Regions from separate parts of the Zea mays genome. Here region 2 is linked to region 1. The links are chromatin contacts, called in public Hi-C maps. All regions are on one chromosome and are shown on one strand. The core of a region is the stretch at or near the end of the contact, and the rest is flanking DNA. Distances in the headings are between cores, read along the strand shown. Region 1 holds the start of LOC103653034 (histone-lysine N-methyltransferase ATXR3). Region 2 holds the start of LOC100383388 (putative B-box type zinc finger family protein).

Region 1 (7,894 bases), core at 2,428-4,927:
GTCAGGCCATCTGGGTGCTGGGGAAGTAAAATGCAGGTTGAAGTCCAATGCAAGTTCACAAAGGTACAGTGCGATTTATTCAAAACAAATTAAAGAACGAAAAAAACAGAAGATATTTGACATGGCCTGGGAAGTTCTGTATTTGCAGTTACACCCCCAAAAAAATATATTGTCCAATTAAACTTACAGATCAACATCCACACCAACAATCCTGATTTTAGAAGGAAGATTAGATATCTACCTTCAAACATGGTATAAAATGGGTACCCGAACTCTTAGGACAAATCTAATGTTTTAAAATGCTAATCTTTTCTTGTGTTATCAAGCACATTATTACATATAAGAATAAAATTTTGCATAAATTATTTTATACATTATTTGCTGCCTACAACAAAAAAGATGAAAAAGTATCCGTATCCAACTATCCATATCCGAATGATACCCAAATTTTATGTCTATCATTAGAGAAGATATATGATAAATTTGAGGTTTATATTTTATAATCTTTACAGGCTCAATGTTAAAAACAAGAATATCAATTTACATAGCAGATTCTATATCATATCTATTCACAATCAAAGAAAAAAGACCAAAAAACTGGTATCCGAATAGGTACCCGTTTTCATCTCGAATAGATCTGATACAATTACACAGAAATTCAAATACAGAGCTTTAGAAGTATATATATATATATATATATATATATATATATATATATATATATATATATATATATATATATATATATATATATATATATATATATATATATATATATATATATATATATATATATATATATATATATATATATATATATATATATATATATACATATATATATATATATAAGAGAGTGATTTTATGGTCGTTAGATCAAAAGGATGTTCCCGAGGATGCAGATGCAAAACGGTTGAAGCAACTAAAATTCCTCAAAAACCGAGGTCAGGACCATTAGATTTTTGAAAAACTGTATCCAAATAAGACCAACAATGCACGCTTATGGGCCCAAAACGGCCTAAACCCAAGCAAATAGACATCATATAACACCTCATCGGCTCTCTCAGCCTCTCAGGGATGCTCGTCTATTGCCTCCACAACCACAAGAAACCAAAACCAAGGGATTTGCAGCCAACTCCAAAAGGATATAACCCAAAAACAGAGAACCCAAGTCCAGCCTAGACCACATCAAAAACACGTGGATCTTCAAATATAGCAAAGAGAACTTTACCTCCAATGATCTCGAGCTCCTGGCCATGCACCAAAATTGATCCATCCATCAGTGCTTCAACCCTATCATTAATATAGAATTCTTCACTATCTTCTGCAGAAGCTTCCACCATTTGTTTATCCTCAGAACCTGATGCCAAGTTAGAAGCCTCCTCTAGAGCTTCATCGAGCAAATTTCCTGGTGCTTCTGGTGGGTTAACCATCTGTGTTGAAGTGTCCGAATAAAAAGAGGGGAAATCAGATGGCACCAGTGGTGAAGCTGCATTCTCTACAGTCACCCATCGGTTGCTATCAGCATGTTTTATCAAATGGTCAGAAAGAAGATATCCATCTTCCACCAGCTTCTTCAATACAGCAAGCTTGGAAGGTCCTTGCTCGATACCGAAGTGATCAAGGTAAAACCACCTCCCTATATCATAAATTGGATCCGTGGGTTCAGGTGCTGCACTAGTGTGAGGTGGGGTGTCACAGATATCCATGTCTTCTATCATATCTTCGGCTAGAACTCCAGTTGGCTCAGGTTCTGGTGGTGGAGGCAGGGGAGGCGGTACAGCAGGTGGCAGAGGTGGAGGTGGAGGTGGTGGAGGCGGCGGTGGTGGCAGCGGTAGTGGAGGTGGCGGTGGCAGTTCAGTGTACTTACTGCTTTCAGTGGGCTTTTCATTGGAGATTTTCTCATTCTTCTCATTGCTACCACTCTTGGTCTTTGAAGATTGCTTCGCTGATTTGCTTTTGTGCTGTGACTTTTCTGAGTTGTTGCCACTTCTGCTCTTCTTGCTTGCTTCATGAGTATCAGTAGGCCGAAAACGTTCAGAAGGCGATCTGTCGTGAAGAAATGGGCTACGGTCTCTGACATCCTCACGCTGGACTCTCCCACGAGGGAAATTATCAACACGACTTGGCGTGTTATCCCTGAAATGGGGCTGACGAGCTCTATGTCGAGGTGAAACATATGGGCTGTGGTCTCTGCTTTCGTAGTGGCGAGCACGCTCTCGATGTGGGGAACGCTCTAAGCGGCTCGGGCTCCTGTCATACCTGTCATGACGAGAGCGCTCATGAGGAAAACGACCCAAGATGCCTGGGCTCCTCTCGTGCCGATCACGCCGATCCCGTGTTGGTGATGATATCTCACGGTTTCTCCCAGACAAATGCCTGGCAGCAGATCTCTTCCCTTCTCCCTTCGGACCCTTCCTATGACTTTTTGATCCTGACTGGTCAGAGGTGTCAGTGTGGTGCTTGTGGTTAATGCTGTGGGGCTCTGTTGGCTGGTTCTTCCTTAGACTGCCACTGGTGCTGCTCTCTGGCTTAATTTCACCAGGCTCTTCATCAGAATCCCGCAAGGAGCTTTTCTGGGCAGATGAACTTGGCCTCCTGCTGTTATCATCAGCCCGTTGGGACTTGGCATCTCGCCTTTTTTCTGGCGGTGCAATCTCCCCTGGCTCCATGTCATCCTTGATAGACTTCCTGGTGCTCTTCCCAGAAGATTTTACCTTCCTCTGCCTCTCCGGCAGCAGCTCTACCTTGTCAACCTCCCCATTTCTCCTTGCTTTCTTCAATGGCACTGCTTGCTTCGTACTCACAATCTCCCCAGGCTCCACCTCCACAGCAGCTGCGGAGGCTGCCAGCACCTTCCTCCACTTCTTAGGTGGCATGCTCCTCTCAGGCAACCCATTGGTCTCCGCCTCCCCACTGAGCAGCTCCCCCTCCTCCAGGTCAGTAGCTGACGCTGACTGCTGGTTCTTCCAGTGCTGCTGCTGGTGGTGGTGTCCATGAGCCTTCTCCCCCTTATCCGGCATCGCTTCTCCCGCTCCTCCTCTCCTCACGAGGGCGCCGGCATGGAAGCCCTCGACTGCGCGGACGGCGCACGCGACACCCCCATCTCCCATGGAAAACCTAGTTGGCTGTCGGGGGCCGTCGTCCGCCAAGCTGTGCCCCACGGTGCGCTTCAGAAGCCTAGCTCCCCGGGGCTCTCCACAGTCATCTCCGTCGCCGGCACCGAAAAACCCTAATCACAGAGCAGCAGTGTTTCAGCCAAGGGAGGAATCAAGCAGCAGCAATGTGAGGGGCGCGAATTGGCGCGGAGGAACCGGCCGGATCGAAGCGGCCGCGGATCGGAGCCCGTAACTGTAGGGAATTGAGAAGCGGCGTCTCAGATCGGGAGATCTACGGCGGCGAGGGCTCCGTCACCGGCGGCGAGCTCCCTCTCCCGCCCCCGGCGAGCGGCCTCGGAAGCTTCCGGGATTTAGGGCTCCACGCCTCGCGCGCTCTCGCGTCGTGGCGCGGGCGCGAGCGCGAGCGCGGGGTGCTATCTCCTGGGTTTGTGTGTGTTTGCTTTTTGGGATTCGTAAAGCCTCCTCCGCGACTGGGGCCTCGCTCTTATGTGGAGTGGAGGGGCCGAAGCCCGAACGAAGGGCAAGGAATGAAGACGGGACGCAGTGTTGGCTTATTTGCTTGTCACAGGCAAATGCCTGCCAGGCAAAGGATCAGCCCCAGACGGTGAAAATCAAACAGGCAAAGGATCAGCTCCCAACGAGGCAACGACTGGGAGCGTTGTCTGGATCAGGCAGCCTTCCGCCCGCGCAAACCAAACATACCTACAATATAATATAGTATAGTTATTAATAGCGTAGAATAGGAGATATGGAAATATAGACGATATTATTTGTAAAGTGAAATTTAAATAAAAGATGAGATAATGTGCTAGATACACTCTTATAGAGTGTATAGTTATGAAGTAGAGTTTAAAATAAAAAAATTGAAATAGAAGGTAGGATAGAATAGGTGCTGGAGACGGTGCCAACGGTTTTCTATTGCACCATTGGTTCACTGATTGGTTGGCCGGACGCCCGCGGCCTGATCCTTCGTATGCGTTGACCGTCCTTGTGCATATGTTTGGTTAACTGCACGGTAGCATCCGGACCTGTACGCACACATGCAAAATAGTCTTTTTTTCTCTTTGTTGGCCTGTACGCGTGGAGAAGTAAAATTCATCCGTTTCCACGGATGCAAGCCCGCGCGACTCAGGCGCTGAGGATGCATGTAACCAAACTGTACCGATGTATTTGCATGTTGGTCCCCTGTGATCTGGTGTGCTTAAGGTGGATAGTAGTAATAATTAGGAGCAGTTTTCTTAGCATGTCACTATAATTACGTTCATTATCTTATTTGTCATCATAAAATATCATAATCGCGTCTATGTTACTCAAATATAATTTCTTACCTTTTTATGTCATCGTCGGTAGCATAGAAGGTATTTAGGACTACAATTTTATTACTCTTCTATGTCACTGGTGATGGCTTAAAAGGATAAAAAAAATTTGCATCCGGTCGATACAGAAGAGATTAAAGCATTTACAATGACGAATAAGGTATTGAAAAAATATATAGTGGCATATAGAGATTTTCTCTAATAATTATCAAATCAGACACAAGTATATAGATAATAGACTAACTAATTATTAGCTAGACCTAAATAAACAACTATCAGATAAAAATAATACCTAACTAACTAGTGCCAGCTAATGGGCCTAAAGAGGACCTAAATCAATTTTACAACATGTTTTCTTGTTATGAGATGGAGAACCCTTTCTCGCGACTCCAGCTATGGATGTTGTTTGGAGCAAAGAGGGCCCACAGTGCATTTTACACTCAACATGAGTTCTAGTATTTCTAAAATGATCACGGTACTTTTGGAAAAATACCTAAGTTAATATGGTGATTTGTGGTTTATTAGTTTACTAGTTAGATGCTCGTGCGTTGCAACGACATACAGAATATTCGATAAAATGTTAGTGCTCTTATATTTGTTTGTCTTTATGTTCAATGATACATTCGGAGGACACACGTGAAAATAAGCGGGTGAGAAAGAGTGAAATAGGAACGGATGCAAGTGCAATGTACAAAAAGTATGCAGTGTATACAAGGGCCACGATATAAATAATTGCTAATAAGTTTACATAAAAATAGAATACAACAGAACTGAGCATTAGAACACGCACTACGCCCTTGTTTCTAACATCCATCATCTACAACCGAGTAAGTTACATAGTTTTGCTGATTGCGGATATAAATACAGTTTTTCTCCTAAACCCTTGCAAAAACCTACCAGATGCCTAAACACCTATACAACACAAGTGACTATGTTCATGCATTGGAAGCAACACGTGGAACGTACTACTATGGGGCCATGTGTATGTATACAGTCATACACACACTAAATGGTAAGAGAAATAATGGAATAATACAATCAAATGATCTTGAACAAAATCTTTGGTATTAAGACTATTAATTTCACCTGCACTTCTTATAAGCAGTTACATTAGTGAGAAGTGTGAGATTCAGGAGAAACCTGTATTAAACAAAGCTGCCATCTACAGGATAAAATCTAGTAAAACAGATGATAAGGAGAAAACATCGAGAGTGAGGTCATAACTATCTTTACCTTCTACATTTAGAACGTGTAAAACTATTCATCTCTATCGATGTTCACGATTTGGAGGTTGTAGCTGCTTTAATTGCTGAACGGTCTACTTCATAGTTGGACATATAAAGAGTGAATCAACAGTGCACATCACTGCTAAACGCAATGTCCGTACCAAGTCGTCATGTGGGCCAATATCCCATAGAGCAGCCAAAGATGGAGAAATGCCCTTCTCAGTAGAGCTCTTTTCTTGGCAATTTTTTGCTAGATCTGCAAACAACCTTGTAAATGGCTACCTGAAAAAAAATAGCTGGTTGTTGGAGTGAAACTTCAGATCAACACTATAAGAAACAAATTAAAAGAACACCACCTGCAACAAACAAGATTTATAGAAATATATAATGCACGGTGGCACCATCACATGGAAATAAATAGTGCAGTTTGTGGCACGAATCATTGACAATGCATTTGAATAACTCTCGCCACAACATAACATAGATCATAAAAAAATACAATAACTCTTACCCCAGCATCGCCTCCGACTAGTCGACCAAGTTAATCCAACCGGGCTTCTATTTCATCGTTTGTTTCGTTAATCATGGCTATAATACTTGGAATTTGGCCTTGACCACAACCTCTAAATTATGGATAAATAAATGGAAATACATTAGCAGTAAGTATATCCAATTCAAAAGTTTTTGATTCAAAGCAAGCCACATCACACTCTCACCTATGACAGAAGCTTGGCATGATAATCTGCACCCATTTTATGTGCCAAGCGACCATATTCAGGAAAACTCTCAAAGCACTCTTATTGTTTGAGTCTTGCTGAAATCATATCAACATTCTTGTTGATATCAGCTTGTGAGAGGGTGGCATCAACGCCAAGGGATGCACAGATTCTTTGCAATACTATTACAAAGCCAAAAATGTTGAATAGTGAGAGCAATTTGTAAATGATATAGTATTGGTTATCTCTATTGTCCTCACCCCTCTCCTCTCTTGTATCTATCTAACGATTGCCCAACAACCTTTCTCATCGTGCAGCTGTGAATCTGGCGGTGTGTGAGGTGGAGGCAGACGCTAGCGTCTATCCCTCCACCTGGTTATTGGTTGTGTGGCATTCTACTACCAATTCCGACTGAGGTGTTTCCTTAGCACTTCAGCACTGCGACACAGCAAGCGCACCGCACACAACAGCAGGGTAGGGGATGCAACACCAATTTGGGTGAAATCAATTAGACCCTGTTTTTGTTAGTTTGGTCTATCATTTGCTTGTGCATAGCTCCTATTGGAGTTCTCCCATTATATTATTCATTTTGGATGTTTCATATGTTTACGATTGTTCTAATAATTTTTTTAGGCTTGTGCAAGCAACTAAAAGCTTAGCCTGGTAGTTATCATGCTTACTCCATTGATCCATTATACTTACATGAAGTCCAACAACAAAAAGGTCTTGACATAGTGCCAGTCAACAAATGGGGTATGTTTGACCAACTAAAGTAGTTTGGACAGTAAAAAGATAAATTTGGTCAAATATACCCTAAAAATTACAGTTTGGAGAGTAAAAAGAAAGACCTTAAGACATGTTTCCCAACCAATGATACAGATACATATCATGAAAATTACAGTGCCATAGGCTTCAACAAACTATCAATATTTATTAAAAGTTCACATAGCTAATGCATCCAAGCAGACATAGCAAGAAAAACAGGGTGAAGGAGTCACAATATGAATTGTTATAACACAAGCCCTGGCCTCAAATATTTGTTTATGAAACATGAATCATGCAAGTTCTTGTCATGCAGAGAAGAAACTTAATGCATAAAAAGAGTTTGTCTCACACTTGCTTGTCAATACTAGTTCAATACAAAATCATGACCATCAAAAACTAAATAACGTAATCTTTTAATTTATGACTCAGACAATATTAATCTAAAATTACTTGCATAAGAGCATACGAAAATATCCCAGCCCACGAAAATTTATGCGTTTCCTATAGTGAACACTCATGGCGTGTTTGTTATGGCTCTAGAGCAAAACTCCAAGGAGGAGTTGGCCAGGACATGTCAAACACCCTAACTCTAGAGTTGTACACTCTATGGAGTTTTTGGAGCTGCAGTACATTTTTTTGGAGTACCTCTTTTGCTGCTCGGAAAACTCTAAAAAAGCAAACTAGTCATGGAGTTTAGAGTTATTTACCCGCCACTGGTTATGAGAAACAATCTAAACTCTGGGACAGAGCCG
Region 2 (7,894 bases), core at 1,517-4,016, 420 kb after region 1:
GAGCTTAACTACAGCTACCTTGGGACTTGGGTTGAGATACCGAGAGCTGAAAAGAAACCACTGCCCACTGATGACTGTATGCAGTGGAGCGGCTGGGGTACCCTACTCCCTCGGCGTGCAAATTGGCTGGTTCAAGAAGGTGCTCGAGAAACAGAGTCGAGAAAGCAGGGCTCCCAGCTGCCGCGCCGGAACTGATGGCCGCCCGGGGAGGAAGAAACGAGGGCGAGATCAAAGAGCAGGGAGAGGAGGTGGAGGAGGGAGCTCACCAGTTGACGGAGACGAGGGGGGAAGACAACTGCTCCAGCTCCCGGTCCTGGCTCCGCTTTCCGCTGGGGATCGGAAGTCAGAATGAGACGACGCTCAGCCTTGTTCACTCCGTGCGAATCCTGAGATGCGAATCCTGAGGTGCGACGCCTAGATCTGGTAGTGTGAGGAGTGGCGGTTGGGTGAGTACCTCGAGCCTGGCTGTTGCTGTCGCCGCGTCGTCGCCGCCGAGAGATCCCCTCAGAGCTGCCCCGCTGCCGCCCCTGTGCGAGATGCGAACCGAAGTGAGCTCATTCGGTTGATTTGGAGGAATGAGTCACTGCTAGGGTTTTGTTGTATTTTGGAATGAGTGGATGACGGATGGGTGGGTTCCGTGACGCTATCCAAACGATTTTGTAGGCTCGGATACAGGTTCGGATCACTCTAGACCATGTCGTGCTGCTAACCAAACACACTATAATTGTAGAAGTTTCAAATGATCTAGTATAATAGATGGTTTGCACTAGATTAATCTCATAGTAAGAAATAGTATGTTATTTTTCTCGCATAATTCTAAATGCCACGATGATGATCTTTTATGTTCTATGCACATGCTATTGTTGCTCTTTACATACAAATGATATTAGCAGATTAGCCTATTATCATGCATCGTTGATATCGTTGGTGCAATTTTGTCTTGCGCTGCTCCATCGATCGTAGGTCTAGATCTGTCATCGCACATTGCCCAGCCATGAGCCCCCCTGCTGCTGGCCATCGAGCCCCTATAGGTTGCCTCCTCCTTGTGGGTCCTTGACGGAAGGAAGCAAACAGGGCGCGGCGTGTGTATAGTATAGGTGGTGAATCTTTTTCGGGGCTGTTCTGGCGGGCTGGCCCACCGAAGCGGCATGGGGGAGCAACCCGGTCCACGCGCTCTTCACGTGGCCTCCACAGCGCCCGGCCCCGTCGTCGCACAGCCACAAGCTCCGCCGCATCTTTTTCTCTTCTCCGCCTTTCCGGTGCCTTTAATTATTTTATTTATTTATTTCGCATATTGTTTTTTATTATTTTCTCGGCGAATAAGTACAACGACCCATGCACATCGTGTGGCCAGTGTTTGCTTCTTCACTCTACTCTACTAGGCGCCCATTATTGTCCTTGTCTGTCTTATGCAACTGTTCATCATCTTTAAATACTTTTTCTTCCTCTAACAAGTTTGATTGTCGCGACGATATTGTTTTAGTAATTAACTGTACATCCTAATTACTCTGTTTTGGACCATGTAGATCCCAATCCGAATCTCCAACCACAGCAAGGGCATGCATGAATATGTCATATGTGTGAATGCGTTGTTTTCAGGTTCCTAAAGTTGTCCGCTAGAAAATGGACAGACAACAGACTTGTCGGTACAAAGAATAATGGAGATATATATTCTTTGGGAAAGGGTTATGAGCCTCACTTGTACCCTGCATCTAATGTTTGAAGAAACTATATCTCACTTGTACAGCGGGGGGAAAAATATAAGAGACATACTATTCACGACTTTCTATATATTTTGTGTCTTGACTGCATTTATGATCTAAGAATTCAGGATTGTTTCATGCAATCTCGTAGTTGTCTCTTGTGCTTGGCAAAACCGAGTCAGGGGCTCAAGGTTGTATATGCCCTAAGGGGCCGTTCGGTTATTACGGAACGGAACCCTAGAATAATTTCTATCCGAATTGTTTCTCTAATTTATATAAGTTTTGATTAGCTAGAATAATTCATTATGTATTCCTGTGCAAACGAACAGATCCTGAGGCTAATGGAATGTGTTATATTCATGTGTTTTTAATTATTTGGGAAGAGCCTGCATGGACATATTTTTTTTTGGTCAACTGTGTATGCAAGAGAAGCTGAGCCCCTATTTATTTCTGATGGATCATGTATATGAAATACTACTTGGACTGCTATTAAGTCCACTGCGCAGGCATGGAAATCTGTTGGGAAAGGCGAAAGAGGTGAGGACTGAGGACAGCAGCTGGGAGAGAGAGAGAGAGCGAGGAAAATATCTATCTCAAGGCACGGAACGACGAATACGAGGTTGAGGTTGGGGTTGGGGTAGGGTCGTTGGGGGAACTTGTGGCTGGCTGCAGCTGCTGGATGCGGCCACTCCGCCTCTTGCCAGCCTCACGTTTCCCCTCACCACTTATTCCTCTCCACCACCACCACGACCGCCTGCCTGCCTTTGGGTCCTACGAATGTATAGCAAAACTCTGTTGAGGTTGGTGTTAAGTAGGCTTCTACTTCTAATGGCTGGATAAAGATGAACTCAACAGCTACGCTACGCCCTCGGGAAGGAGAGAAAAGACAGGGAAGGAATGTCCAGCTGGAGGCTTCCGCGGCCAGTAGTGGGACTGGGAGCGAAGCGCATCCGCACTTCCGCAGAGGATCCTCGGTTCGGTTGGAGTTGGAGGCCCAAAAGACCTCCCGCACCCAACAAAACTCCAGCCTCACATCTCTCCCTCTCCCTCTCCCTCTTCCTCTCTGCGGTCCAAACAATCTCTCCCTCTCTCTCTCTCTCTCTCTCTTCTTCCTCTCTGCGCTCCAAACAATCTCGCCCTCTCCTTCTCTACTCTCCAAAACAAACGAAACGAAGCAAGAAACCGAGAAATCTCCCTCCCCTGTGGCTGTGGCGGTGGCGGTGGCGGCGAGGATCATGTCGGCGGCTGCGGCAGCGGAAGTGGGGAAGGAGAAGGGCGCCGCCACCCCCGGCCCCGGCCCCGGCCCCGGTGGCGCGTGCGAGCTGTGCGGCGCCGCGGCCAGGGTGTACTGCGGCGCCGACGAGGCCACGCTCTGCTGGGGCTGCGACGCGCAGGTGCACGGCGCCAACTTCCTGGTGGCGCGCCACGCGCGCTCGCTGCTGTGCCGGGGCTGCGCGCGCCCCACGCCGTGGCGCGCCGCGGGCCCGCGCCTCGGCCCCACCGTCTCCCTCTGCGTCCGCTGCGTCCGCCGCGGCCCGGCGGGGGCCGTGGGCGTCGGCGGCGATGAGGAGATGGGGGGAGCGGGCGACGGAGACGCCGAGGATGACGACGACGAGGACGACGACTCCGAGGAGGAGGAGGAGGAGGAGGAGGAGGAAGGGGAGGGGGAGAACCAGGTCGTGCCGTGGACGGAGGACGCCGAGGCCACGCCGCCGCCCGTCGGGAGCTCCACGTCCAGCAGCAGCCGGGAGGCCCCCGCCAACGGCGCAGAGCGCGCAGCGAAGGTGCCGCCTCTATCGCCCCTCTTCCTTCACCCGCTCCTCGATTTGCCATCCTATCGCTTCGCAGCCATACAATTCTTACACGTATTCCCCGTGAATCGCGGTCGCTCGCTAGGACCGACCGTTTCCCTCCAATTCGCGAGCGACCATCTCGTTCTGACCCCGAATGTCGCTTCCTCCTCTCTTCCAGGAAAACGCCCCGTGCTCCACCTCGCAGCCAGGCCTGTGCCACCACGCGTCGTCCGCGCGCCACGGCGGCCGGAGCGACGAGGCCACCTCGTCCCGGAGCGGCGGCCGGGTCCTCGCCTCCCGCCACAGGAAGAGATCGCCCTCGGATTTCTTCAGCTCTGATGGGTCGCCGCAGCCCGGGAATGGCACACCGGCGGCGAGGAATTGCTCCGACGCCGGCATTGCCAGGAATGAGTGAGTCTGCAACCCCACCCCCCCTTCATCTGAAATTTCCATGGCATATTTAACAACTGCAAGTGCCATTCACTGTACTACATAGACGGAAAAAGTTTCTGCTAGCGAACATGGACGCAATTATGCATCCTTCCTAACTAGCATGGTGTCAAGTATCCCCTGAATAAATAAATAAATAAATATGGTAGATCATCAATCTCTTTCGAATAACTCGCGATAGCATTGCCAGGGAAGAATTTAACAAAAAACAATTGTAAGGTGAGCGAACTGATATAGAAGTTGTAAAAGGTTGATAGCTACTAGTGGGTTTTACGGGCACGAGGTCTCTACCGGTAAACATAAAAGGGGGGATGGCTGCATCATAACGAGAAAGCCTTGATTTCTTGCCGAGAGCCATTATATGATGCTGCCCTGGAGTGCTCCGCAATCCCAGTAACGCTGTAGCTGATGGTAGGGTAGCAAACATGCTTTTTAGATTATGAAAAACATTACATTTCCACCTTTTTTTCTGGTCTATTTCGTGTGGGTGTGTAGGTGGGTATGCGAGATTGTGAGGCGCCAAGTGGCAATCTGTGTCGATTATTGCACTCGAACGCTTACCTTCTGTTGGAGAGAAGTTGTTCATGTCTAGCAGTTGAGCCTTGGAACTAAATTTTGTTGTTTCTAGGATCAACTCTGACTGGTAACTTGTATAGGTTGGAACACCATTTGGTGAATTTTGGCAGCAACTCGGCATGAGTCTTGCTTCATGGTTATGATCAAAGTTCTCATGGTAGATTGTTCCTGTTCTGTTATTGCAGCTTTACCTGAGGCAGGCAACCTGCGATGACTGGTGTAGATGCTGATGCTAACATTAGAAGGCCAGCTTTTAGTGCATCCAAGCTCCGGGGAAGATGCGGATCACGACGGCACGGCGAGATCAGTTCCCACCGAGGCATACATCTTTCTTCGATCATCAGTTCGTCTTCGGTCCTCAAGCAACCTTGCACGCCGCAGAGTTTACCAGAGCAGCAGTCCTAGAACCATAGTAGTGTTCCTAAACGTCGATGGCTTCGCTGAGATTGTATATGTCCCCATTACTTCGTTGTGTTCGATTCCGTCCTCTTCTGCTTGTTTTCTAACCTTAGAGAAACGGTATAGGGCAGGCTCGCAGTTGCACCGGCATTGTTCGATGGCCTCACTGTCTGCTTTCTTGAATTGTGCCCTGAGTGGCTGAGCCCTAGTTTCTTGTTTCTTGACAGTTCTTTCGGTGAGATTTATTGTCTATGGTTGCAGTGGCAGCTGAAGCATGCGGCACTGTCGTCGCTGCTCACCTGGCAAATACATACAATCTGGGCAAGTTGCAACATGGCGAAGATGGATCTGGAATTGTTAATCGCCCATTTGGGCGGGCGTGGGGTTATTAGGATATTGTTCGTGTATGGATGCCCAGTGATCTTGTCAGATGGGTGTTCTTAGACGGGGGGGAAATATCCTGCCTGGTAGGGGGAACGCGGAAGTAACGTCATTTGAAAATGTGCAGGCTGGTCTATAGGTCAGTGACAGCAACGTACTGGTTTTGATGCTGCCATGGTCACGGATGTACGTACGCTTGCTGCTGCTCGCAGGCCCGGTCGCTGTCGACATCATCTCGCCACAAAGAATTGAACCTGAAAATGAAAGCAGGGGTTTGCTTTTGTGATGTGAAAGAACCGAAGCGTTTCTATTGTATTCTGCTGGCGTTTCGCATGGAAGCACCGTGCAAACAACTGAGTGGCCAGTCTCTGCACTGCACAGTGCACGGGCCCCAATACATTTTGGTTACTGAATTTAATCCAAAGCTTCTTGCTTAAACTAATGTTACTACACATTCCGTGGAGGATTTTGGAATCACTCTAAAATATGGGCAAGGCTTCGCATTTGTTTTCGTCTTTATCTCTACTATTCTATATGAATGTATTGTAGGCGCCCACAGCACCACTCTTCTGCCGCCGCGATCGTCCTCTCGCACGCGCTGCCCCAAACCCGCCCCGCCATCAGCGCCAGCACACCGCGCCGCCAGCAATCAACGCCCGCGGATCTCCCACCCTTCTCCCCACCGCTGTCGCAATCAACGCGGTCCTCCCCCACGCGGATCCGCGTGTCCTCCCCACCGCCGCCGCAATGGAAGCTCAGCGGGCGTTCCTTCCCCGTGTCCTCTCCACCTCCGCGCCCCCACCAAACCGGAAGGCGAGATCCGCCGTCAGCCGTCACAGTGAAGGAAGGTCGCGCGAGTCGGGGAAGGAAGGTCGCGCGAGTCAGGGACCCGCCAGGCATCCCGTGCCCGCCGTCAGGATACCTGCGTCCGCTACCGCGTCATCCCGGCTTCCCCCTGCTTAGCCCCTCCGTGCCCCCGCCGTGCGCAACAGCTCCCTCCCCTGAATCACGCAAGGTCCCCACCCATCAATGTCGCCCATCCGCGCTGTCCCCCAACCCCTGAATCACGCAAGTTCCTTGCCCGTCGATGTCGCCCATCCGCGTCGTGCCCCCGACATCGGCGTCTTCCTCGATCTCCACTTCGTCAACAAGCCCGAGGTGTTCACCAAGGCGCACCAGCCGCCCAACATTTTTTGCCTAACCTGCTTCTCCTTGATTAGGGTTGGTTCTTGTTCCTCCAGGCTACTGCGTTGTGAAATCCATCTCCTCCTCTTCCTCTTCCCCCCTTTCTAGCTCGCGCGACTCGGCGCGCCAGTGGAGTCATCGCCGGCCGCGGCCATGGCACCCGCGTCCTCATCGCGGGCTGCCAGGGACCCGCTCCTCTTCGCCCGCTTCGACCTCCCCGCCGGCTGGGGGTGCCGCAAGTCCTTGGCCTTTTGCCGGGAGGCCCAGGACATGGACGACGCCCCCGTCGCGTCCGAGCCCGCCGCCACAGCCGCCCCACCGAGGGTGTCAAGGACAGCGACGGGACCCAATCGCCGGCGCGAGTGGCCGCAATGGTGCAGCAGGCGCCCGCGGCGGGGGAGGTGGCGCAGGAAGCTCCCCGGAAACAGTGGAACCTGCGGGAGCGGACGTCGTGGCGGGATTATAGTAACAGAGCAGACGACTTGCGTGCACGGCAGGCCAGGAAGCTCGGGAGCATGGACGCCGGCGGCAACCGCCGGTTGTCGCTGTCGGTGAAGCTGACTCGGCAGGAGATCGACGCCGACTTCACCAAGATCACCGGCAGCAAGGTGCCGCGCCGGCCCACGAAGCGGAGCAAGACCGTCCAGCGCAAAATCGAGGTGCGTGGTCTCACCGAGGTAGCAATGCCGATTGAAAGGGAATTAGGCTCACACCTATTTCCTAATTGATTTTGGTGGTTGAATTGCCCAACACAAATAATTGGACTAACTAGTTTGCTCTATTCGATAAGTAATACAGGTGCCAAAGGTTCACACTAAGCCAATAAAAAGACCAAGAAAAGGGTTCAAACAAAGAGAGCAAGGGACAACCGAAGGCTGCCCTGGTCTGGCGCACCAGACTGTCCGGTGTGCCACCGGACAGTGTTCGGTGCACCAGGGGACTCCAAGCTGAACTCCTCACATTCGGGAAAACGCAGAGGCGCTCCGCTATAATTCATCGGACTGTCCGGTGCACCACCGGACAGTGTCCGGTGCCCCAGGGGAGAGCGACTCTGAACTCGCCAGCTTCGGGAATCCGCTCCGCTATAATTCACCGGACATGTCCGGTGCACACCGAACTGTCCAGTGAGCCAGCAGAGCAACGGCTACTTCGCGCGCAACGGTCGACTGCAACGCATTAAATGCGCGCCTGCGCGTGCAGAGGACAGAGCACGCGCGGGTGGCACACCGAACAGTCTACAGGACTTGTCTGGTGCGCCACCGGACAGCCAGGCGGGCCCACAAGTCAGAGCTCCAACGGTCGGAACCCAACGGCCTGGTGACGTGGCTAGCGCACCGGACTGTCCGGTGCGCCATGCGACAGCAGCCTCCACCAAACGGCTAGTTTGGTGGTTGGGGCTATAAATAC

What was found. Hi-C and Micro-C count contacts between places; a contact is called where the count stands out from the background.
Region 2: a contact with region 1 is called in a Hi-C map of bundle sheath, with 4 times the contacts expected there. The contact joins the promoter of LOC100383388 here to the promoter of LOC103653034 in region 1. A contact is called at or near these places in 3 of 25 Hi-C or Micro-C datasets (bundle sheath, endosperm and leaf).

What each region holds. Positions count from the first base shown.
Region 1 is chr4:31,294,337-31,302,230 of Zm-B73-REFERENCE-NAM-5.0, forward strand. LOC103653034 (histone-lysine N-methyltransferase ATXR3) reads right to left here and starts at 3,678. Exons shown (of 21, transcript XR_565197.4): 1 at 3,353-3,678; 2 at 1,232-3,232.
Region 2 is chr4:31,714,841-31,722,734 of Zm-B73-REFERENCE-NAM-5.0, forward strand. It overlaps LOC100383388 (putative B-box type zinc finger family protein), which reads left to right and starts at 2,767. Exons shown (of 3, transcript NM_001176043.1): 1 at 2,767-3,487; 2 at 3,675-3,907; 3 at 4,708-5,128. The coding sequence starts at 2,939. The coding sequence ends at 4,717.